2 separate regions of the Mus musculus genome follow, and region 1 is linked to region 2. Evidence: chromatin contacts called from public promoter capture Hi-C data. All regions are on one chromosome and are shown on one strand. The core of a region is the stretch at or near the end of the contact, and the rest is flanking DNA. Distances in the headings are between cores, read along the strand shown.

Evidence for each region. Promoter capture Hi-C pulls out the DNA fragments that hold promoters and counts their contacts.
Region 1: a contact with region 2 is called in a promoter capture Hi-C map of hematopoietic stem and progenitor cells, with 2.1 times the contacts expected there. The contact joins the enhancer-like site here to the promoter of Mcm6 in region 2. A contact is called at or near these places in 3 of 39 promoter capture datasets (the HPC-7 cell line, HPC-7-derived erythroid cells and hematopoietic stem and progenitor cells), 1 of 15 datasets of contacts at CTCF or cohesin (CD8 T cells), 2 of 484 Hi-C or Micro-C datasets (the CH12 cell line and bone marrow-derived macrophages), 5 of 115 datasets of contacts at active chromatin or transcription factors (CD8 T cells, acute myeloid leukemia, bone marrow-derived macrophages and 2 more) and 1 of 9 other capture datasets (pancreatic islet).

Annotation. Positions count from the first base shown.
Region 1 is chr1:128,559,276-128,566,170 of GRCm38.p6, reverse strand. No RefSeq gene overlaps it. Among named protein-coding and RNA genes, the nearest start is that of Gm41950, 20 kb to the right of the region's middle. Within about 2 kb of position 4,515, at least 42 of the 459 cell types and tissues checked have an H3K27ac peak or open chromatin away from gene starts, as enhancers often do. A contact at or near this core is called in acute myeloid leukemia and hematopoietic stem and progenitor cells, where this site is marked.
Region 2 is chr1:128,355,288-128,362,233 of GRCm38.p6, reverse strand. It overlaps Mcm6 (minichromosome maintenance complex component 6), which reads left to right and starts at 2,529. Exons shown (of 17, transcript NM_008567.2): 1 at 2,529-2,775; 2 at 6,575-6,721. The coding sequence starts at 2,669.

The DNA.
Region 1 (6,895 bases), core at 3,266-5,765, 200 kb before region 2:
CTTCCCAAGTGCATGGACTATAGGCACACACCACCACACCCACTTTACATCGTGCTAGGGTTGAATCCAGGGCTTCGTACATGCTAGGCAAACACTATACCAACTAGACTACGTCCTGGTCCCTGGCAGGGTGGGGAGGGGGGGATGTATAATCTAAGTAGCAAAGAGGAAGGTTCTTTCCACCCCATCACCTCTTTCCTGAAATAAAAACACCTATCTTAATCTGTGACAATGCTACAATTCCAGTAGAAAGTTCTCTGTTCCTTTAACTCCCATGTTTCTTTCAGCCTTAAACAATAGCAATAGAAACAAAGTGTCCAAAAGCTCTCCAGGAAAGCCTAGGCCATCTCCTGCTTCCACTGACCTTAGATAATGGAGTTCCTGACCAAAGGCAAAAGAAACCTAACATTTGTTTGCCGGTTTTCTAATAAAACTCCAGACTAAGTCTAAATATGAAATAAGAAAACATTGTTCAAAATGATAGCAACTGGAGAGACAGCTTGGACAGTAAAGTTCTGGTCTTGCTAACAATGAGGACCTGGGTTTTATTCTCACAACTCACATAAAGAAGAAAGCCTTGAACATGGTTGCCCATGTTCATAATCCCATCAGTAGAGAGACAGACAGGGGGTCCCTGGGACTCACTGACCAACCTCCCTATCTTATTTGTTGAGTTCCAAGTCAGTGAGAGACTGTCTCAAAACACAAGATGAGCTGGTGAGGAGAGTAACACTGAAGGTTGACCTCTGATCTCCACACGTATGTTCACATACACATGCACCTGAAACACACACACACACACCTGAATTCTTATATCACACACATGCGCCTGCATATGCACTACACACTCCTGCACATACACACAAACTCACACATACACACATATGCACCTGAATGCATACACCACACACATGCACCTACTCACACACACTCACTCACACACACACACATATGCACCTGAATTCATATACCACATACATGCACCTGCACATACACACAGGCACACACACATGCACCTGAATTCATACACCACACACATGCACCTACACACACACACACACACACACACACACACACATACGCACTCACACATACACACACATGCACCTGAAATCATATATTACACACACACACACCAGCACACAAACACACTAAAAGTGAAGCTGTGCTATAAAATGTTCCTGATATATCTTGTTCCTTACAAAGCCTAGAGAATAGCTTAGCAATGGTAACTTGTGAGACACTCCATTATAAAATGGTGTTTTTCTATTTTAGTGAGTCAGTAGAAATCTGATTTTTAAAGTACAGAGCTTGCTTTTACTACTCTGTGTGTAATTCTCTGTCCATTTAGAACTGATATTTAAAAAAAACAAGGAAGAAAGAAAGAAAGGAAGAAAGAAAGAAAGAAAGAAAGAAAGAAAGAAAGAAAGAAAGAAAGAAAGAAAGAAAGAAAGAAAGAGAGAGAGAGAGAGAGAGAGAGAAAGAGAGAAAGTAAGTTAGGGGTGAATACCAAAAGGCCAAGATAAATGCTTGCATTAGAGGAGGAAAAAGAAGAGAAAGAAATCTAAGAAACAAAGCTTGCCCACCATTACTGTTGGTTTTGATGATGATATTAATATTATAAATAGTGGTTGCTTTGTTTGAAACAGCCCTTCTACATAGCCCAGGCTAGCCCCAAACTCACTAAATAGCCCAGGATAGCCTCAGATTCCTGGCAATCCTCCTGACTCAATCTTTGCACGCTGCAATTATAAGCAAGCACAAACAGGTTCCGTTAACTGGTAGTTTTTAATGGAGGAAACTCAAAAAAAGCTTGACCACATAAATGTAGAAAATTACAAATTATTACAGAATGGGGATTGGGGCTAAATATTGAGGCAGAAGAAATGAAAGCAGATTAGAGAGATGGCTCAGTAGGTAGAGTTTGTCCTGGAGGATCTAATGACCTGTGTGTCAAATTGACACACGATACAGTCATTTGGGAGGAACATCAAATGAAAGACTGTTCCCACCAGATTGTCCTGTGGGCAAGCTTGTGGTGCGTTCTTCACTGATGATTGATATGGGAGGCCCTACCCCATGTGGGCAGTGCCAGCCCTGGGTAGGTGGTTCTGGGTTGTGTAAGAAAGTAGGCTGAGCAAGCCACAAGGAACAAGCCAGTAAACAGCATTTTTCCATCACATCTATTTCAGTTCCTGCCTCCAGGTTCCTGCCTTGACATCTCTCAGTGATGGAGTGTGACCCGAGAGTTCTAAGCTGAAATAAAGCCTTTCCTTGTCAAGTTGCTTTTGGTTGTGGTATTTTAACTCGGCAATAGAAACCCTAAGACAGCATGCAGTAGAGGGATGCAAAAGTCCACATGCTTACAATCCCAGAAGGTCTGTGGAAAGATGGGAGACAAGGGACCGCTGAACATGCAGAAGCCCATGAGCCACTATCCTGGTATACTCAGGAATGAATAACAAGAAAGCACCTGTCTCAAGCAAGGTTGAAGGAAAAGGCCCACACCTGAGGCTGTCCTCTGACCACAGACAGGCTTTGACATGCATGCACTTGTATCCAGGTGTACACATGGACTTGTGTACAATTACAGAGACAGACAGACAGACAGACAGACAGACAGAAGTAAAGGACAAAAATATCTCCATTGGTAAGTGCTAATTCACAAATTAAAAAATTAAAGAAGACATACAAAAGCAGAGGACATCTTAGGCAATGTGGCAATCATCCCTTGCCAGAGGCTTTGCTCAGCGAGCTTCTCTGTCAGTCATGTTAACGATAACTATGCACATTTTCACTAAATAAAACATCTATGGAGAACTCAAAGACTATATGGGCTGTAAGAATTTAATCTGTGTGTGTGTGTGTGTGTGTGTGTGTGTGTGTATGAAAGCCAGAGGCCAATCTCATGTTGTGTTTTGAAAACTGGTCTTTCGTTGGCTCGTTGATGGTCAGTGAACCCCAGGGACCTGCCTGGCTTTGCCTGTCCAGCACTGATATACAAGTGTGTATCGCCACCCCTCCTGGCTTTCTCTTGTGTGAGCCCTTGTGTTTCTATGGCCAGCTCTTCACCTGCTGAGCCATCTCCTCAGTCAGCTGCGGGAATTTGAAAGTGAGTGAGCACTCTGCCTTCTCCCTGCCTGTACAGAAACCAAGACAACAAACAGGGAAAACAACAACCCAACCAAGACAACAAACAGAGCAAACAACAACCCAACCAAGACAACAAACAGAAAAAACAACCCAGCCAGCAAGAACATTTTTGGGGAGTGACTGGCAAGCTAACTGGGTGACATCTAATTGACAATTCATCCATTCTTCAGTAAATATATAATGGGCACTTAGTCAATGAACTTGTGTAAGAACAAACCGTCCCAAACTTAGTAGCTTAAATAGTCACAGTCTCCTCTTTTTCTTCCTCCTCCTCCTCCTCTTTCTCCTGTGGAGACAGGATCTCATGTAGCCCAAGCTAGCTTCAAACTTGCTGTGTAGCCCAGGATAACAATGAACTTTTGATCCTCCCTCCCACCCCCTGCCATAGTCAAGGAGTTACAGGCATTCACCAACCTACACGACTGATTTTATGTAGTGCTGGGTATAGAACTCCAGGCTTTGTGTATGCTGGATGCAACTGAGCCCCAGCTCCAGTCACCATCTCTTTAACTGGCTGCTTTTTTTTTTTTTTTTTTTTTTTTTTTGTCTTACTGTGCAGCCTCAGGCTGACCTGGGATTCCCTTTGTAGATCAAGCCAGAATTCACAGAGATCCACCTGCCTCCGTTTCCCAAATGCCAAGTGCTGTAATGTGATGTACCATCACATCCAGCTAGTTGGCAATTCTTTAGATGATCTTTGGAGATGGACCCAGCTAGACAATTCCTCTGGTCTCATTCCTGTACCTGTAGCCTGCCACTCACCACATAGACAGTGAACCTCTGGGGAAGGCAGGTCTGGTTGTTGACAGTGAAGGTGAGCCACCAGTCTGTCTCTCGCCCTCTGCAGTCTACCCTAACTGTATTCACATGCAATGCTGAAGAACAAAAGTCAAGGCTCAGAGCTGACATCACAACCCATCTGTGGATTTCTATGGCCAACACAGGTCACAGGCCAGGGATTGCAGAGCTAATTCGCAAAGGCTGCACACCGAAGGAAAAGAAGAGCCCAACCCAGCTACCCAGGGGTGAGCTAGGCATTGAGAAGAGAGCCGTGAGACAGACAGACATAAAGCCCATCTTCCTACTGGCTAAACCCCCACTAACGGTAGCACACCTGTCTATAGCTCTAAGACAATGGGTGTAGAATGACTGTTTACCTGTGGGACACTAATGTTGACTCTATTAATTGGCACTTGGCACCTGAGTCAGGGGATTCTTCGTGCTCAACGTGGGACCTATTAACACGCCTTATTGTGAATAGAACTAATTACTAAAATTGGATTGCAACCAAGCCACCCTCAGCCACTTCTCTCTACAATGCCAACACTATTGAGCAAAGGACGTTTGCAATTCTGTCGAAATCCTATTTTAAGACAGAGTCATTTGTTCTTTGCCTCAGACTCCCAGTTGCATCTGGTGCCCCTGGACCAGAATCATTTGTCCAGAAGGTGACCTTCACCATCGTGGCTTTCGCCTGAGAATCAACCTCCAACAAACGGCGGTGCAAACTGAGAGCCAGGAGTCCTAGCCAAGGGCTGTTGGCCATCCACCTCCCAGATGTCAGAGCCCAGAGACAGAAGGTGATTGTCTCCAAACAGCCCCATCCTATGGCTCAGCAGGGGAGCAGCCATGTGGCAGACATGATGGGACCTGCTTTGCCAAGACAGAGCTCTCCACAGGGCCAAAACTGAGAAACTTCCCAGATTCTGGAGGAAAGGCTGGGCCAAACTCCGTGAGCTTTGTCTCAATTTCCCCTCCTGGAGAATGCGCTTTCTCCTCGGGCTCAAATAGGCACGGCAGTACTTCCGCTTTTGTTCACTTGGCTCTGTCCATCAACAGATTCGCACGATTTGCCATAGGATGACTTTGTCAGTAAAGTAGTTGCTTTGTAATCATGAGGACCTGAGCTCAGATCTACAGCACCCTCTTGGAAGCTGGGAGTGGACTTGCCTATCTATAACCCTGGCACTGGAAAGGGCAGAGTCAGGCGGTCCTGGCCTGTCAGCCTAGCCAATCAGCTCTGGCTTCAGCGAGGCACCCTGTCTCAAAAGATAAGGAGGGAAGGTCAGCAAAAGAGGCGCCAAACGAAGACCTGAGTTGAGTCCCCAGGACCCATATGATGGGAAGAGAGAACAAACTCTGACGTCCCCATTCACTGTCGCACTCTTCTGTGGTATTTTTATTCAGAGAGAGAGAGAGGGAGAGAGGGAGAGAGAGGGAGAGAGAGAGAGAGAGAGAGAGAGAGAGAGAGAGAGAGAGAGAGAGAGAGAGAGAGAGAGGGAGAGGGAGAGGGAGAGAGAGAGAGAGAGAGAGAGAGGGAGATTAGAAACAGCCACAAACCAAACATCAATGCCACCAGTCCTATAACCTCCCCCACCCCTACTTAACACCAGATGGTACCCAAATTTGCTTATTTCAAAGCAACAGGGAGGTTTCCTCTGGGTGGTCAAACATGATGGTCCCAGAGTTGAAACAGAGCAGGAGCAGAGAGGAGACACTGGGCTGTCAAAGCTGAGACTTCCCGCAGAGCTCCATTTTATCTCTGGTCAGCTTCTTAACTTCTTTTCAGCAAGGAGCCCTCATCACATATCACTGAAAGGAAGGCAAAGGAGCAACCTCACAAAAGACAGTAGCAGACCATCGTCCAGCTGGCCCCGAGCCTCGCCCCTCTGTTAATCGTTAAGCAAACTTTTCCACAGGCTTCTTCGTGCTCTCTGTAGGTTATACTCATATGTCCCTAATGGTGTGTCTCAAGTACATACCATTTTCTTTTGCTTTCTCAACACAACCTTCACAAATTACAGTGTGGCTTAGCAGAGAGCCTGGGTTGTGTTTTCCTTTTACAGATGTGATGCTAAGATGAGAAATTAAATGACTGGCCTGATGTTACAGGCTAGTGAGTGTGACCCAGGTGTTACTGGGGAAAATGGGGTTCCCATTTTTGATTCTCAGTCTCATTGATTAAATAAATATTTTAAAAACCTGACTCTAAGGAAGCTAAAAGGCAATTTCATTGAAGTTTGAGGGGGAAAAAAAATAATAGAAAATCCTTGTTGTTACCAAGGAAGAAAATAGGAGTAAACCAAAGCTCTTAGGCATAAGATCAGAGAAAGAGAGAGCCCAGTGTGTCAGGGAAACAAGGCTGAGGTGCACCATGCTACAAATCTGAGTTCAGAGGACACCAAATTCTAGGCTCTTGTTTCCCGGGCAAAGGACTGCACCAGGGACACCAGGCTAGAAGCTGAGACAGTATACTCATAGATTGGTGCCTTATTCAGCCATCATCAGAGAAGCTTCCCCTGGGGGAAAGGGAGAGAGAAAGGAGGGAGGGAGGGAGGGAGGGAGGGAGGGAGGGAGGGAGGGAGGGAGGGGGAGAGGAAGGGAGGGAGGGGGAGAGGGAGGGAGGGAGGGAGAGAGGAAGGGAGGGAGGGGGAGAGGGAGGGAGGGAGGGAGGGAGAGAGAGAGAGAGAGAGAGAGAGAGATATCTTGGAACCCACAGCTCCAAATGAAATGTCTCCATTAAATTTCTTCCCTCAGAACCCAAGGAGCCAACCCTGTGAAAGAGAAGGCAGAAGGCGCGTAAGATAGCCAGAGGGAACAGAGAACACAAGGAGAGCAAGTTCTTGAGAGTCAAGAGAGCAAAACTCAGATGAACTCACAGAGACTGGAGCAGCACGCACAAGGTCTGCACAGGGCTGCACCAGGTCTCCTGTGTGTATATGATGGCTTCCAGTTTAGTGTT
Region 2 (6,946 bases), core at 1,280-3,779:
ACAAGCTCCTATCCCCAACCTGGAAACTGTCTCCAATTGACATCCATTTACAAAGAAAAATTAGATTTTTGCATCTTTTGGCTTCTGAGGGAATCTTCAGGGGAGAGACTCTCAGGTTTGTTTTTGATTTCTTCAAGTTCTAGATCCGAAGTGTGTGGTGTCTATGGCAATAGGGTTTTACCTTCAAGGTCTAAGATAACTGTATTTTGGGGGGGCAGTCTTTCGGACTTCCTTGGCCAACAACTTGAAGAGAAGATTTTGCTGCCTAGGACTGGAGTTTGTATTAATCTGTATCTTTTGAAAGGGAGTGTTATCGCTGCAATTGGAATAACTTCAGGAAATGTATCTTCATATGTGTATATGCTATAACTTTTCAGTCACCCTTAATGCTCTAATCCTCCCTCTCTCCCGCTTTCTCTGTCTTGCCTTCCCTCTCCCAGAGTAAAAGCTCAACACCACAGGGGCTGTCTCCAGTTGTCTTCCCTTGCGTAGCATTTGTGATCTGTTATTCTCCTTTCTAGAGCGTGTTCTACAACTTTGCTGATTTCTGCTGTTATTTCTAACAATATACACACATCTAAGGATTCAGAACTAGTATCCACAAACCATCCAGTCTCTCTGGAGTTGGGTTATCTGACTCAGAAAAACAGTTTTCATTTATTTATTTATTTATTTATTTATTTATTTATTTATTTATTTATCTATTTAAGGCAGGGTCTCACTTTGTAGCACTAGCTAGCTGGTCTGGAGCTTTTAAGGAAAAAAAATGTAACAAAACACACACCACACACTCACACTATCAACTAAACCTGGGCATCTGGGCACACTTGTGAAGGGTTTTCTTGGTTGGATTCTGTGACGTGAGAAGATTTACCTTAAATCTGCATCTTTTGTAATCAGAAGACCCACACCCTAAAAGCCCCGGAGTGGTTTTTGGAAGGCAAGGGCAGCTGGATCTCTTGACTTCAAGGCCAGCCTGGTCTACAAATCAGGTTCCAGGAAGCCAGGATTACTACACATAGAAATACTGGCGCACGCCTTTAATCCCAGCACTCGGGAGGCAGAGGCAGGCAGATTTCTGAGTTCGAGGACAGCCAGGGCTACACAGAGAAACCCTGTCTCGAAAAAAACAAAAAAACAAAAAAAAAAAGAAAAAAAGAAAAAGAAAAGAAATACTCTCTCTAAAAATAAAAAGGCCCATCCAATATCTGGGCCACACCTGGTGACAGCATACCTAAAATGACACAGAAGGAAGCCTTTTGTGCGTTTGCCTGCCTGTCCTCACTCTCACTGGCAAGTCCATCTATCATCCTGCTGCTGAGGCAGCAATTAATGTATTAGAACCTGTTTCTTCAGGACTCCCAACATTTAATGAAAACCTGCTAAGACATCCAGCCTTGTGGGCTGAACCACCATCTGCTTGGCGTTTTTATTGGAAGACAGCCACTGTTGAGCTAGCCAGACAACAGCCTGTATGCTAAACTTAGTAAATCCTGTGTGTGTGTCTTTATCAGTTTTGTTTCTCTAGAAAGCCCCAGGATTCTCACTCAGTGAAGGCTACATTTGGAGTTGGCAAAGGAGGGAGGGATTTGAGGCTTCAAGTCTTCAACACCTTCAATTGCAGATCTCTATAGTATATTTCCTAATAGATTATAAAAGTATTAATTTTATATACTCTGCCTGGCATTAAATTTTTAACATCCAGTAAGCCTCGAAAAAGTGACTTATTTATTCTGGTCCAGGTTTACTGTGTCCTGGAAGCCCAGGATAAAAGTGCTGGTGGTGAAACAAGTTATCAGCACTAAGCTATCAAAGTCGAGGAGGGACTGGCAATGTGGATCATTTACTAGCAAGGTAGTCCTTGTTCTACACTCAGAAGGCTTTAGGTTCAGTCCCAGCACCACGTGAACCCAGAATTCAAGGCCAGCCTGGGCTATGTGAGACCCTCTCAGTTTAAAAAAGAAAAGAAAGTCAAATGGTATGCAGATTGTCAGAATATATCTATCTCTGTCTTTTTAAGTGTATGTGTATGCACATGTGTTCTTAGAAGTCAGAAGAGGGTATCAAAGTCGCTAAGCTGGAGTTAAAGGTGGTGACTGTCTCATGTAGCTGCTAAGAAACAAGCTTGGGTCCGCTGCGGAATGAGTTACTCTCTAAGCCTTTGCTCCTGTCCTCCACCTGACTTTTAAGGGGCTCTCTCCTGTAGTTTGGTTTGCTCATACCTTACTTCCTCCAGATGCACAATTCACAGTAGGTTTAACCCTGAGTGACCAAAAACAAAACAAAAAAACCCAAAAAAGTCTATACATAAACTCTGGGGGTAAAGGGAGAGAGGGAGGGGTTAGCTCCTCAAGCCAAAACAACCAGAGGGTGGGTGCGACTACATTGCGCATGGGCAAAAGCTTCATGGCGTATGCTTTTGGCGCGAAAAGTGCGTGCGGTGGGCGGGGCTCTGTACGGAACCGCCATTGATTGGACGGGTTTGGCGCGAAGTAGCTCAGCTCCTACCCTGTTATTGGCTGAGGTGAGAGGGCGGGGCTAGCCGGAGGCGCGCGCGAAGTGGCAGCGCGGAAGGAGCTACGCGTGGAACCTGCGGCCGGGCTATCTGCAGCTGCGGACTCTCCTCCGCGGTGGTCTTCCCTCAGCAGCGCGTACTCTCGGCGCCGCCATGGACCTCGCAGCGGCCGCGGAGCCCGGCGCCGGAAGCCAGCACCCGGAGGTGCGCGACGAGGTGGCCGAGAAATGCCAGAAGCTGTTCCTAGACTTCCTGGAAGAGTGAGTGGCCTCCGGGGGCTCGCGGGCCGGGCGGAGACCGGGGCCATGTGTGCTCCGGAAGGGATGGGCCCCGGCCCGGCGGGAATCCGAAGCCTCCTCGACTCCTTTCTTCACCGCAGCGCTCCCTTGTGTCATACTGTGCTGCTTTTTCATTACGTTTCTAAAACAGGGTTTCGAACTCGCTGTGTAGCCAAAGATGATTTTGAACTTGTAATCCTCCAGCCTCCGCTTAGCTTGTGCTGGAATGACAGATGTGCACCGCCATGACTAGTTGGGGCGATGCTGGGAATGAATCCCAGCAGGACTCACGTCGCAACCCAGTGAGGCCAGAGTTTGGTTTTTTGGGAGGTGGGGGGGGGGGGGGGGGGCGTTACCTCTTGAGTAGGGTTGGGCACACAGCCCAGAACCAGGAGCTTGCAATGCAAGCAAACCTGGGCCAGCTCGTTCTAACAGGAATCTATGGCTTGATGACTGTTCAGTGAAATGAGTTCTGCCCTATATAATGAAAGAATTGTTCTAGACATCTAGCTGCCTCCTTCCCATCCCTCCCTCCGCTTCTAGCACCTAGCAGCAACCACATACCAGTGTGCTCCTTACTCTTCCGCCTCCAATAGTAAACAATTCTTTTCTTTTTCTTTTTAAAGATTATGTCAGTATATAACAAAAACTTAAGAGTTTTGACCTTTTGGGAGTGTACAACAAGCATCTTGAGGTGCATTCAACTTGTACAATGATCCCTGTTTGAAACTCTTCCAACTCTACCTACTAAATAGTTAGAGCCTCTCTAACTCTCCTAGCCTCCTGACACCTGCCACACTTCTAACATTGAACTGGATCACTATAGGTGCCTCCGATAAGTGTGTGTGGCTAATTTTGCTAGACATGCAGCTTATTGTAATCAAGGGTTTGCCTTTTAAGGCAGAATAAAATGACATGGCACGCGTATACTGGTTACCACATATTGCTGATCTAGTCGTCCTTTTGGCTCTACAGCTATCTTTTGAAGTTCTGCTATACTTAAAACTGTAAGCAGGCCAGTGTTGGGCACAAGCCAGCGGTAGACGGATCCTATGAGTTCAAGGCCAGCCTGGTCTACAAAGTGAGTTCCAGGACAGAGCTCAGGGCTACATAGAAAGTCTGGTGCTGAAAAACAAAACAAACAAAAATAACCCTCTGGAATTTAAATTCTATGTTCCAACCTTTGTAATGTTTTTGGCAGTCGGTACAGCTGCTTGTCCTTCAAAACCCAAGTCTCCTTTTGATTAAAGTCTGTGTAAACCAGCAGTTCTCAACATGTAGATCAGGATCCCTTGGGGCACATACCAGATCCATATGCACAGTATGGTCCATAACAGCAAAATTAGTTATGAAGTAGCAATGAGATGGTTTTATGGTTGGGGTCATCACACATGAGGAACTGTATTAAAGGGTCTCAGCGTTAAGGTCGAGAACCACTACTTTAGACCATTCAGGCAACAAGCAGTAGCTACTTCTTTGCCTGTGATCCCAGCAGGCCTGCTATTTTCCAGATGCCAAGGGCCTTTTCTTGGTAGCTAAGAGCTGGAGCTAAGCATAAACAGGACTTAGTTTTTAAAATAATCAACTTCCATTCACAGAGCAGCTTTGCTTTTGCTTGCAGAAGAGTCTAAATATTTCTTTTTTGTTTGTTTTTATTTTGAGACAGGGTTTCTTTGTGTAGCCCCTTCAACTCAGACATGTGCTTAACTCTGCCTCCCAAGCACTGGGGCTAAAGGTGTGCACTGTCGCCACCCAGCTATGTCTAAATTTTCTGTTAGTTTCATTTTCCATGAGTCACCACGGGTGGCTCAGCTATCTATTTTTTGCTGCTTGCTTGTTTTCTTAATAATGTTAGGGAAGGAACCCAGACAGAGCCTTACACATGGTAGACAAGCATTCCGCCCCTGAGTCTGTGTCTCCAGCATCTATCCCCTTTGTTTCTTTATTTGATAGAACTTACTGTGTTGCCATAGCTGTCTGGATTCACAGAATCATTCTCTGCTGGGATAAAGGCGTGCACCACTGCACCCAGCTCCCTGGGCCTTTTTTGACTTTTTTAGTTTTGAGAGAAGGTCCCTTTTAAGTTGCCCAGTCAGTCCTTGAACTTCCAACTTTCCATCTTTAGCCTCGGTAACAAGGATTAACAGGCCCACATCACCAAGCTCTGCCACTTCTTTCTCATAAATTTACCTTTTAATGACACCAATGCCACCTTTTACACCTGTGAATCTTTATTATAGCTATTCCAGTAGGCATAATTGGCTTTGATTTCTGGCACTTCTGTCAATAGAGACATTATTTGTTGTTTATGGGTCTTGTCTCCTAAGAATGCCAGCCCCAGGACAGAAACAACACTACCTTTTCTGTACTTTTAGATATTAGTTGGAAGAGAAATTAATTTTGGGTCTGCCCCCCCTCCCCAATTAATGTGCTTTCATTTTCTTGAGGTCTTTAGCAGTGATACCTCATTTCTGTGTGGGGTGGTGTTTGTTTTGCTTGCTCTGTGTGTGTGTGTGTGTGTTATTAGAGATTAGACCTAAGACTTTGTGGGTGCTAGGCAAGCACTGAACTATGTTTCCAGCCTTTTTATTCCGCTTCTTAAATTATGACTAATGGAAATTTAATATTTGGATTTTAACTCTCTGTTCTTAATTACACATAACATTTTTTTTTTGTTTTTGTTTTTCGAGACAGGGTCTCTCTGTGTAGCCCTGGCTGTCCTGGAACTCAGAAATCCACCTGCCTCTGCCTCCCAAGTGCTGGGATTAAAGGCGTGCACCACCACTGCCCAGCTAACAATAATTTTTAAAACCTGTTCATTAGAAAATGTTAAATCGTCTGGGTGTGTGGTACTGGCACACACCTTCAATCCCAGTACCAGAAATCAGAGGCAGGTGAATCTCTGGAGTTTGGAATAGTAAAAGCCTTGGGGTAGTCAGGGCTACACAAAGAAACCCTGAGGGGAAACGGAGGGAAAAAGAAGAAAGAAAAGAAACTGTTAGATCAGGGCGGGGGAGATGGCCCACTGGTTAAAAGCACTGGCTACTCATGTAGAGGACCCAGGTTCTATTCCCAGCACCCTGCAGTTCCAGGACTCTCATTACTGCCTTCTGGCCTCATTAAGCACCACTACACACATGGTGAACATGCATAGATGAAGGTAAAATACTTATACACATAAAATCAAAAATTTTTAAGAAAAAGAAAATGTTAAATTAGTTGAGGTGAGGGCTGGGGCTAATGGCTCAGCGGGTACTGCAAACCTGACAATTTGAGTTCAGTCCCTAGGACTCATGGTAGAAGGAGAGAGCCGACTTCCATATGTTTAGTTTTGGTTTTCTTTTATTTATTTTTTAACTCTGAGGCCTGGAAAGGTTGTCAGATCCCCTAGAGCTGGAATTACAATGACTGCGAGCCTCCTGATGGGAGTGTTTGGAACAGAATCAACAAGCACTCATAACAGCTGAGCCATCTTTCTAGTCCCTGTAAGTTGTCCTTTCACATGTGGGACAGAGTATAAACACAGACATCAATAGAATAAATACATAAATGAGTAAGCATTATACAACTCATTTTAAAAGTATTCTCTCATCTACTCATCATCAATTTTATGAGATTAAACTTAGAAAAGTAAATAGTTTGCCCCAAGTCATGTACATACTGAATGTGGACTCTGAGCCTAAACTGCATGCTGATTAATCAATATACTAAGTTACCTAGTGTCCAGGTTAATTTTTACTGCCTAGTTACACTGTTTAATGTGACTTGTATGTATCTGCAGGTTCCAGGGTAGTGATGGAGAAATTAAATACTTGCAGTTTGCAGAGGAGCTAATTCGTCCTGAGAGAAACACGCTGGTTGTGAGTTTTGCAGACCTGGAACAATTTAACCAACAACTTTCTACCACCATTCAGGAAGAGTTCTATAGGTAAGAGTGTATTCCTTTTCCCTTGAATAGACATGAAGCCTGGGAAGCCAGCTACTTGCCCTGGATGGTCCCTGTAAGGAAGAAGGGCAGCTGTCACAGTTACTATTGATGCAGGTCTAACTTTAACTTTTGTGGAATATCAAAAAACAGTTGCTATTATATTGCTTTCTTATTTTATCTGATTTTCACCTAGCCCATCTCTCCCCTGGGGTAGGTACTTAGAGT